Linked DNA regions of Ovis aries: region 1 is linked to region 2. Evidence: chromatin contacts called from public Hi-C data. All regions are on one chromosome and are shown on one strand. Each heading gives the region's core, a stretch centred on a gene start, on an enhancer-like site or on the middle of the called end of the contact. The rest is flanking DNA. Distances are from core to core; before and after follow the strand shown. Region 1 has its middle 660 kb from the start of QKI. Region 2 has its middle 500 kb from the start of QKI.

Region 1 (5,189 bases), core at 1,213-3,712, 160 kb after region 2:
TTAGGAGGATTAGGAAAGCATGGTAAATGTACACTTCCCTGAGCTTTTGTCTTGGGAAGGGAATGCTTCAAGAGTGTGCCAAAGTCAAACCGATTTAGTTTTAGAACTATAGAGAAAGACATTGCTATCTGCTGAGATCTTACTTACCAAGCACCAGCTTGCGGTGCGTGTTTACGGCTGATGCAACTGTTAGAAATAAGAGGCTCTGGAACAGCGGATGCCTCCGCAGTGGAGTCATGGGATGTGCTTTATTTGTAGGGGGCTGGATAAATTCCGACCCGAGTTATCTTGGGACGGCCCTTAAGTGGCCTGTGTAAGCTGCATTTCAGGCTCAAGCTCAGTTCCTAGAGGACAGGTGTGCATCCGAGAATGTTGGCGGTGGTCTCGGAAACTTTTGTGGGAGACCAGCTCTCAGATGGATCCAAGGGTCCTAAAGATGTCCCAACCCAGACAAGGGCCAATGGGCAGTGGTCTCAAGCTTAAAAGCGAGGAAGCCAGCTGCCAATGGTTGGGTGGAAAAAAACAGACACTGATGATTTTGGAAGCTTGCTGATATCTGACATTTCATACACATTAAATGAATTGACAAGGGAATCAATGCTTCCAATAGAAACTGTGACCCTGAATTTGGTGCTGTGATGATATGGTGTTGAACATCCATCTGTCTGAAAACAGCCTCTCAAATCGTGGGCTCCCACGTGGCTGGGTCTTGATGATTCAGGGGCACGTGTTCATCACAGGGCCATTGCGGGCTGTGTCTTTTCCCTTTAATCTCCTCAGTTCAGTTCAGTCGCTCAGTCATGTCTGACTCTTTGCAACCCCATGAATCACAGCATGCCAGGTTTCCCTGTCCACCACCAACTCCCAGAGTTCACTCACACTCACGTCCATCAAGTTGCTGATGCCATCCAGCCATCTTATCCTCTGTCGTCCTCTTCTTCTCTTGTCCCCAGTCCCTCCCAGCATCAGAGTCTTTTCCAACGAGTCAACTCTTTGCATGAGGTGGCCAAAGTACCAGAGTTTCAGCTTTAGGATCATTCCATCCAAAGAACACCCAGGACTGATATCCTTTAGAATGGACTGGTTGAATCTCTTTGCAGTCCAAGGGACTCTCAAGAGTCTTCTCCAACACCACACTTCAAAAGCATCAGTTCTTCGGTGCTCAGCTTTCTTCACAGTCCAACTCTCACATCCATACACGACTACTGGAAAAACCATAGCCTTGACTAGACGGACCTTTGTTGGCAAAGTAATGTCTCTGCTTTTGAATATGCTATCTAGGTTGGTCATAACATTCCTTCCAAGGAGTAAGTGTCTTTTAATTTCATGGCTGCAGTCATCATCTGCAGTGATTTTGGAACCCCAAAAAATAGTCTGACACTGTTTCCACTGTTTCCACTGTTTCCCCATCTATTTGCCATGAAGTGATGGGACCAAATGCCATGATCTTAGTTTTCTGAATGTTGAGCTTTAAGCCAACTTTTTAACTCTCCTCTCTCACTTTCATCAAGAGGCTTTTTAGTTCTCCTGACCCCCTGTTATTTTCCCCCACCTGTTTTATCTCTGGATGCAGAGATGACATATTTTTCCCATGGCACAAATTCGCCCACTTGCATTTTTCAAGGGGACTAATCGTAAAGCGCAGTCAGACTTGGAGACACTGATACTAAATTTATCTGCAAGAAGAGTGCATCTTGTCTATTTGATATGAAATGGGATGGTTCTGTTTCCTAAATGATCCACCTTTGGTCAAAGAAAGTTCCTGGGAGGAATGAGAATGTTTCCTGTGACTTTTCTCTTTTCCTTCCTCCTCTCATCCTTGACCTTGATACAAACTCAAATGCGTTTAAAATAGAGCTAGTTTGGGGAGGGGCAAGGGGGGTGGACTCCAGAGTTCAGTGAACAACTCCACCCTCAAAGGGCCAGGTTCTGTGCCCTAATAAAAGCAGGCTCTGCATAAAGGCTTGAGGGCTGACCATCCTCCCCACAGGACTCATCCAGACGAACTTGGCGGTTGCGCTCTCCTCCCCTCCCCTCTCCTCTGCGCCCCCTTCCATCCTGTCGTCCAGCCAGCTTCACAGGGCACTGGGAGCCTTGGGACACTTTCTCTTCCATGCCTCCTCTTGGGAGGCTGTTGTCATTGGGATTGACACTGGGCTCCTGTGTGGCTGGGCCTGGGGTGCTGTTAATTGTAGCACTTCTGAGGCACTTGGTCCCAAATATGGCACCACAGCAGCTGAAGCACCTTATGAAAATAGCATTAAAATGTGTAATGTGCTATAAATAAACAGAGGGAGACAGCCAGGAAGCTGTGCTAATCACTGCTTTGATGTCGCATGAATTACTGTATTTTTAAGGGCCTCAAGTTTCTGACTGCTTGTTTTGACTCAGCTGCCACGGCTCCTCTGAGGGGTTGGACCCAGTGTTCCGACCTCCTCTGCCTCCGTGGTGACAGCTGTTGTCCCTTGACTCACAGGAAAACCATTTCTCCACCCTTCCCCTGCTCCCAGCCCTTTCCTGGCAGGACTCCTTGTAAACCTCCACCCCCTCCCCTTCCCGGGGGGTGGCCAAGCGCGAGGACAGCCGACTGGCAGGGCTCCAGGTTATCCCAAGGTCCTGTGTCTCTGCCAGCCGGCCAGGCACCCGGTGGCAACATCCTATTTTTAATCTTGGGTGCCCGGGCGTTCTCTTAGTTGGTCTGCGGGGTTGGGAAATGGAGTTCGGCCGGACGGTGTCACTGGGAGCCGTGGGGGACTAAACCCTTCTCTGCGTGGAGCTCACAGGCGGAGAACATCCTATAGCCCAGTTTCGGGGGGTCAGGACCTTCCTGCTTTGCCTGCGCAGTGACTGGTCCCTTTAAAACAAGTCCCGGTCCTGACGTGCCCAGCATGAGTCTGAGAGGCCTTGGGCGATAAGGGTTCCATGCCTTCTGTGGTCTCAGGACGACACGGATGCCACAGGCCACGGGTAAAGGCCGGGGGCAGTCCCCACTCTGCACTGCCCAGGCGACCCCTTGCAGACCGGCCTCGGGCAGCCCTCCCGCTGGTCCCTGGCTAGGTGTCGGCTCTGCTCCTGGAGCCAGCAGCACCCTCTTGTGGTCGGAAGGGCTGTTTCCTTTTCCTCCTTGCCTTTTTAAGAACTATAGTATTAACATTTTAAGAGACACAGATGTATAGAACAGTCTTTTGGACTCTGTGGGAGAGGAAGAGGGTGGGATGATTTGGGAGAATGGCATTGAAACATGTATAATATCATATATGAAATGAGTCGCCAGCCCAGGTTCAATGCATGATACTGGATGCTTGGGGCTGGTGCACTGGGATGACCCAGAGGGATGTTACCGGGAGGTAGGAGGGAGGGGGGTTCAGGATGGGGAACACGTGTATACCTGTGGTGGATACATGTTGATGTATGGCAAAACCAATACAGTATTGTAAAGTAATTAACTTCCAATTAAAAGAAACAAATTAATTTTTAAAAAACCAATATTTTCTCTGTTTTCGCCTTTCCCACTAATCCTTAGGGGGAAAAATGTGTTCTATTTAGTTTGAAGATGAACTGGGTAGAGAGACAGAGATGACGGAGGTGCTTTCATCACCACCATCATCCTTGTATTACCCCCACCCCATCCCCACCCCGATCACGCCACATACATCCTCTCAAACCTGGACTTGGTAAAATATCTCTTTAATGGTCTCTTCAGGATTCTGTCCTCTCATCCTTATTTACTTATCTGTCTTAAAATTAAGCCGAATTGTCTTTAAAGCTTTTTGTGTGTTTTTTATTATTGCTTTGTTTCGGAGAATATTGACAACCGCCGTCTGGATGTAGCTGGAAGGCAGAGCCCTTCATGAAACACCCATTTCTGCCTCTGCTGGGGGTTTCTTAGTCTCTTTCGCTAAGCTGGAGCCGAGTCCGCCCTCTGCGGCCACCAGCTGGACTCTCCCCTCCTCCCTCCCTCCTGTTCTGCTTCCCTGGGAGGTGTCAGACCCGGTCTTGGGTCCAGTTCTCTGCATGCCCACCTCTGCCCATCTTCACCAGAAGGTCCTTCTGCCTTAGCCTTGGTGGACACTTCCTCTTCTTCAAACCATTGACACTTGCAATTCATCCTAGTTAGCACCTTGTTATCTTTTTGCAAACAACTTCAGTCCATCTCCCCAAGGACATTAGTGTTTCCCACGAGCAGGGACCAGCTATGCACCTTTGCTCCTCCTGGCTATTGGAAAAGTGACAGTGGTAGTCCACGTGGGTCCGTGTGGACCTCTCACTGCTTATGAGGCCCTGGCCCTGCGCCTGTGTGCATTAGTGGACCACATCCTCATAACGACCTTCTGAGGTCAATGTCCTTACAATGATCAGAGGACGCTATCACACAGCAGGAGGCGTGGAGACTCAGAGAGCACAGGGCCTTTGTCTTGGTCCCAGGAGAGGACGGGATGGACCCAGGACTGTGATCCTAAACCCGGATTGCTTCTCACTACAGCCAGTCAGTCCCGCCGTCGTGACAAAGACTCTGTGACGTAAGTTCTGTCTTAATGGTCGTAACTGCAAACGACGATGAAAGGCTCAAATCTCTGTTTTCAGTGTTTCCCTTTTGGCCTAGTGGTAAAGAATCTTGCCTGCCAAGCAGGAGACGTGGGTTCAATGCCTGGGTGGGGAAGATTCCCTAGAGAAGGAAATGGCAGCCATCTCCAGTCTTCTTGCCTGGGAAATTCCATGACAGAGGAGCCTGGTGGGCTACAGCCCATGGGGTCACAAAGAGACACAACTTGGGGACTAAACAACAACAACTCTGTTTTCAGCCATGAGTATAGTGAAACATGCCGAAAAGTCAAGTTCATTTTAAAACACTGCCTGTTGTGGAAAATAGGAGAAGATACAAGCGAGGCAAGTGCTAATGAAGGTCTATCCCACTGATGTTCTCTTTCTGCAGAAAGTGATCATTGCAAATCACCAAGGATGCTGCTGCCTCCAAGTATCAGAGTTCAGTTCAGTTCAGTCGCTCAGCAGTGTAGAACCAGACCAGACTGGCTTCAACAGGAAGGTCATCAGCCACGTGTAGCTGGCAAGATTCAGATTTGCTCAGTCTAAGACTCCAGCTCCAACAGGTCACAGCTCTGGGCTTGCCCTCCTTCCATGGAGGGTTTTATTTGTGGGCGGATGGTGAGCAAAGATTGAGTAGTCCTGAG
Region 2 (5,058 bases), core at 1,993-4,492:
CAGAGTTGTTGGGGCAAAGCCTCTTGTCTTGGATTTATTTTTTAAGGTGTAAACCCTGAGAGGATCCGTGGTCACACAGCTGATTCCTGAGAGAGCTCCCCTCCACACATCCTGTCTCTGTCCATCCATGCCTGCTCCCAACAGAAGCAACACGGTTATCACTAGCCTCTTGGTGTCTCCTTTTGGTTTAATTTTTCCTTAATGGTTTTGCAGGTGATTGGAGAATTTTATAGCTCCAGTGGTATAGTTGGACTCCTTTGGAGCACCTGTCATTTATGTTTTTACTGTAGTTTCATTGTTAGAATGAAAAAGGAGCCAAAGAAAAATGTTTCCCAAAGACACTCATCTAATTATTGAATTGTGCAGTTTCCCTTTAAATGGGTGTCTTTTTTTTTTTTTAGCCCCTGATTTGTTTCTTTTGTTTCCTTTGAAAATGTTCATAATATTTAATTACCTTCACTAATTCCTCAGTGCTTAGATTGTTACAGGCTTTGTTTGTTATTTTTATAGAGTTCATCTTGCCCTTTTTAACAACTTGCCCAATTTTCCATTCTCTTGGAGTTATTGAGTATAGCACATTGATTATTCAAAAATTTTTTTATCTTTATCACATTTATATTTTGTTCTAAACGACATTGTTAAAAATTCACAAAATTGGTCTGTATCAGTTCCTTACCGTTAAATTAAAAAAAAAAAAAAGGATGGATCGCTTCAGCATGTTCAGAACATTTGCAACCCTAGAGATTTTTTTTCTGAGCACAAAATGTGTTCAAGAGCAGAAGCCAGCCTCAGAGGCACAGAAGATGAAAACAACTGAATTAGTTTCAGTCACTGTATTCTTTGGAGTCAAGAAATTAACCCAGAAATAACATAAATAGTAAGATGATGAGCTGAGAATCTGAAATGTTTTCAGCTTCCTTTATCTAAGATGCTCATTGTTTGGAGGTGACTTTGTACATTTTCATGTCATTGATGACTACAGATTAAAACTGAAAAGAAAAAAAAAGAAAGTATTGTAACCACATCTTACTGGCCCAAACCAGTTGTGTGATATTATACTTTAGAGCCACGGGTGTTTTTCTTCATGACGTATCTTTCTTTTTGCCCTCTTCTACAATATTTGGTAGGCCACATATTTAATTACATAGGAGACATAAGAAATACGAATGCTTGAAAGTTCACAGGGCCACGTAAGAGCCTGATGGCTTGGGGAACATGAGAAGAAATTTCATTTTACTTGGCAGTAAAACAGGAAATGACAGAAGCCTTATGGACACACGGAGACACTTTAGAGGAGGCCGTACTTCCGGTGAGTGGGCAGGGCTTGCTGAAGTCTTCCGGTGGATCTTGCAGTTCTTGTCCTGCCCCCAACATCCGCTACTCAGCACTCACGTCTCCTGGTCCTTTAGTCTGTAAACGTTCTGATCCTCCAGAACACATCCCAGGGGAAAAGGTGAAGTTCCAGGAAACTCTGGGAGAAAGGCTGAAGAGGGGGGCAAAAAAAAAAAGAAAAGATGACTTGAAAATTAATCATCCAAATTATGCCAGAGTAAATGCACAGCTGTAAATACATGGTCCATATCTTTTTCATATTTTTAAATAGTGCTTTCAGGAAGGGCCTTTGTCTCTGACAAAGACTCAGCCAGAGTGTATGGAAAAGTAGCTTTGAAAAAGTTACTTTTAAGATATTGAAGACTGCTTTTTAAACATAACATAGTTTTGTTTATGGGGTTTAACAAACATCAAGAGGCTGTTTCGAGATCTGTTTTAAACAAATTCTAATTTAGGATAAAGAGAAGCCATTCCAGTGCTGGACCAAAGATTCCTGAACCAAATTATTTTTGTGTTTTAAGCAGATTTCCTGGCTTTGTAGTCTGGAGGTGCCGGGACACCTCAGCCTGCCTTAACCTACCTGCTCTGGGCTGCTAGGGCTACACAGAGAGCCAAGCTTAAGGGCCAATTACATGTATTTCTTCCCAACTCTGCATCCAGTGGTCTCATACAGTGACTTGAAGCTGGCCGTGATGAAAGTATTTATACCACAGATACTGGCTGGTTCTACAAATCACACCTTTATTCCCTGAGTTAGCCATCTAAGTATTTGCCAGCATATCTGTTTCTACTGATACTTGCTTTGAAAACTCTGGGTTGGTCTGATTCTATGAAACTGTTTGCTTTTAGCGTTTAGTTGCCACTAACTCTTAGACACAAGCTCTCAGATTTAGTTTCCGAGCCCTGCAGGTTGGGCTGGGTGAGGCCTGGGCCTGGGGAGTTTAGGCAGGGGATTCTGACGAGCTCTGTGGCCCGTCTCCCCGCTCCTGCCAGACTGTGTGCCATCCCACCGGGATCCTCCCTGCTGGGAGCTAGAAACAGCTGCAGTGTGTCCTGAAGAGCTTGCTCGGTGAGGAATGCCCAGAGCACAGGCTCTCTCTCCTCTGTGGTCACATTTCCCAGTGAAAGTGGAAGGTCTTTTTATTACCCTTTACTTATATCATGCTGTGTTTTCCCCACGTCTGCCCCCTGCACACAGTTTACAGGCCACACCCTGCGAGCATTGCAACAGTCTGGTTTCTGGGATGAAATAAACAGTATGTGAAAGGACAGAGTACATGGGAATAACATCTTTACATCAGGCTGACCTCTAAGGAGATCAACACATCGGATAAAAGTGGTCACATTCTCACAGTCCTGTACACATGATTATGGGGCGATGGGAGAGCCATGCACTGGTTTCACGTCTGGCTGATGTATAGAGCTGGATTTGGCCTTTCAATAAAAAAAAAATGGCAAAGGCTTGGCCTGGTTTGCCGTGAGGTGTTTTGTGTGGTGTGGGTGTATTCCACACAAACTCTCCTGAGGCTCGGGCGGGAGTAAACTGTTCCACTCTCCTGCAAAGGCCTTAATTCATTAGCCGCTCACGCTCGTGTGGCAGGTTTCTTCCCCAGTGGGAGCCAGGCCCCCTCCAAGCAGCCACCCTGTCCTGGGACTAAAGCAAAAGTGCAGTGTTGTGGGTGTGTGTTCTATCTGTTGTCTATTTGCGTCTTCGACCTTCTTGTTGGGCGCGTTTCCAGCTCTTCTGGCTGAAGCAGTGTTGCTTTCCCTTTGAACTAAATATTTTTATCTCTTTACAGTCCAATTTATGAATATTTGAAATGCTCTTTTTTGTGTGTGTGTTGGGGGTGGGGGCAGTGTACAGGGGACTGTGGAAAAGAAGTTTAAGAGAAAAAAAAAAAAATCCAGATCACTGATAGGAACTTCTCCAATAGACACTTTGCCAAACCTGGTGCTTCCTTCCTTCAGGGAGGTCCTTCTTGAAGAATTGTGTCTGTCCTTCATCTCAGTAGAAGTAATTTATTGCCGTTCATTTTCAACTGTACTTTCACATTTTGGTTTTCTTGTACTATTTTTGGTAGAAAATTGGCAGCCTTGAGTTGCCAACCATGCAGGGAAATTTTTAAGTCTTAAAGATTTTTTTTTCAGTATCAGTCATTACTTGATTTTTATTTTATAAAATCCTCCTTGGTTTTTGTTTTTTCCCCTTTGGACTCTCTTAACTGTATTTGAAAATGGACACAGGACGAAACCTAATAATAAAATTCTGAGCACAGATTTCTCTCTTGGCAGCATTCTTGAACCATGATCATACTTTTGTAATGCTGTGTCCTAAACGCCAGAATGACATTTATAGCTTGCTAGCTGTTGAGCCTGCTTAACCTTGAACCAGCTTCAAGGCCTTCACATCAGCATTAGCAGACAGAGCCCCCTGCTGGAAGTTCGGGGGACCAGATTTCCATTGGAAATGGAGCTGGGCGAGGGGAGGCGGGGAGAGGGCTGGGGGGGAGGGGAGAGTCTGTCCCAAGAGCTAGGAGACCAGGAGGCTGAAATATGACCAACGCTATGGAAAAAATAGATGGCATGCTTTTGACTAACTGCATGAGTTAACATCTCAATGAATGTTTTTCAATAGCTCTTCATGTCCTTTTGAAAGTTTGGGTGATAAAGGCAGGGAACCTGATCTCTTTCAGTCATGGACTGTTTCTCAAATTAGTATTTCCTGCGAAATAGTCTTTAGGTTGTTGATAGGTATGCAGGAAGAAATGGGGTCCTACGTGCAAGAAGTTTTGAAAAAGGTGGATTAAATGCAATCAAACATGATTCTTGGTTGCAGCACTTATCAGAGTCTTTAATATGAAAATAATATTTCAAACAACACACTGAGTTTTCCCTAAAATTGTTGGGCTGTGGACCTCTACATGGTACTCTTATTAATCTTTTTGGAAGTGTTTCACAGAATATCAGTGTAGGAATATCAAAATGATATTTCTCTCATTTTTTCCTAAGAGTTCTGTTTTAAAGAATATTTTCTTTCAGTTTTATTCTGTTTTCAAAGTATATAACATTGAAGTCTATTGCTTATCAATATTTTTACTGTTTTTAATGCTGAGAGACAGTGTTTTTACACTTAGTGATTTTTTTTAAGAGTATCTTGAGTCTAATTCATCTTGAATCTTTGTTCAATGTTTGTGCTAGTCTTACTAATATCTTTGTTGAGACCTAAATTCACTAATATTTTTTAGATACTACCTTTCTTTAGCTTCTATACACATGCTTTAACAATTGGCAGTTTAAAAAAAGGAAGACTTAAAAGAGTTGTAGGCAAATACAGTATTGATTCTATATTGGAAAAAAGCAAACTGGTCTGATACAAATATTACGAAAACAAACTCTTCTCATAAAATCAAAAGGTGTCTGAAACGGAAGGTTTCTTATTTTTATTAGAATTACAGGCTTTCTCTTAAAATCTGCTACTTCAAAAACATTCCTCTGTGGTCATGCGCCGATGCTTATCATTTTCTAACTGTGACTGAGCAAGAGGGATATTTACTAGGAAACATAAAAGCTCATGAGAAATATCTAATTTTGCTGGGTTTCCAGTTTGAGATCTTTACAAGGATCTAATTGTGCAGATCACGTTTTAGTAAACACGTGTTCTGTCTGAGCCAGATCTGTTTCTCGGGGGTCTGTTCCTAGTTATCATATCACCGAAAACGCTGAAGC

The links. Hi-C and Micro-C count contacts between places; a contact is called where the count stands out from the background.
Region 1: a contact with region 2 is called in a Hi-C map of muscle, with 10 times the contacts expected there. The contact joins two enhancer-like sites. A contact is called at or near these places in 5 of 16 Hi-C or Micro-C datasets (hypothalamus, muscle, omental adipose tissue and 2 more).

Annotation. Positions count from the first base shown.
Region 1 is chr8:87,221,214-87,226,402 of ARS-UI_Ramb_v3.0, forward strand. No RefSeq gene overlaps it. Among named protein-coding and RNA genes, the nearest start is that of QKI, 660 kb to the left of the region's middle. Within about 2 kb of position 2,463, at least 29 of the 54 cell types and tissues checked have an H3K27ac peak or open chromatin away from gene starts, as enhancers often do. A contact at or near this core is called in muscle and tail adipose tissue, where this site is marked.
Region 2 is chr8:87,058,464-87,063,521 of ARS-UI_Ramb_v3.0, forward strand. No RefSeq gene overlaps it. Among named protein-coding and RNA genes, the nearest start is that of QKI, 500 kb to the left of the region's middle. Within about 2 kb of position 3,243, at least 9 of the 54 cell types and tissues checked have an H3K27ac peak or open chromatin away from gene starts, as enhancers often do. A contact at or near this core is called in muscle and tail adipose tissue, where this site is marked.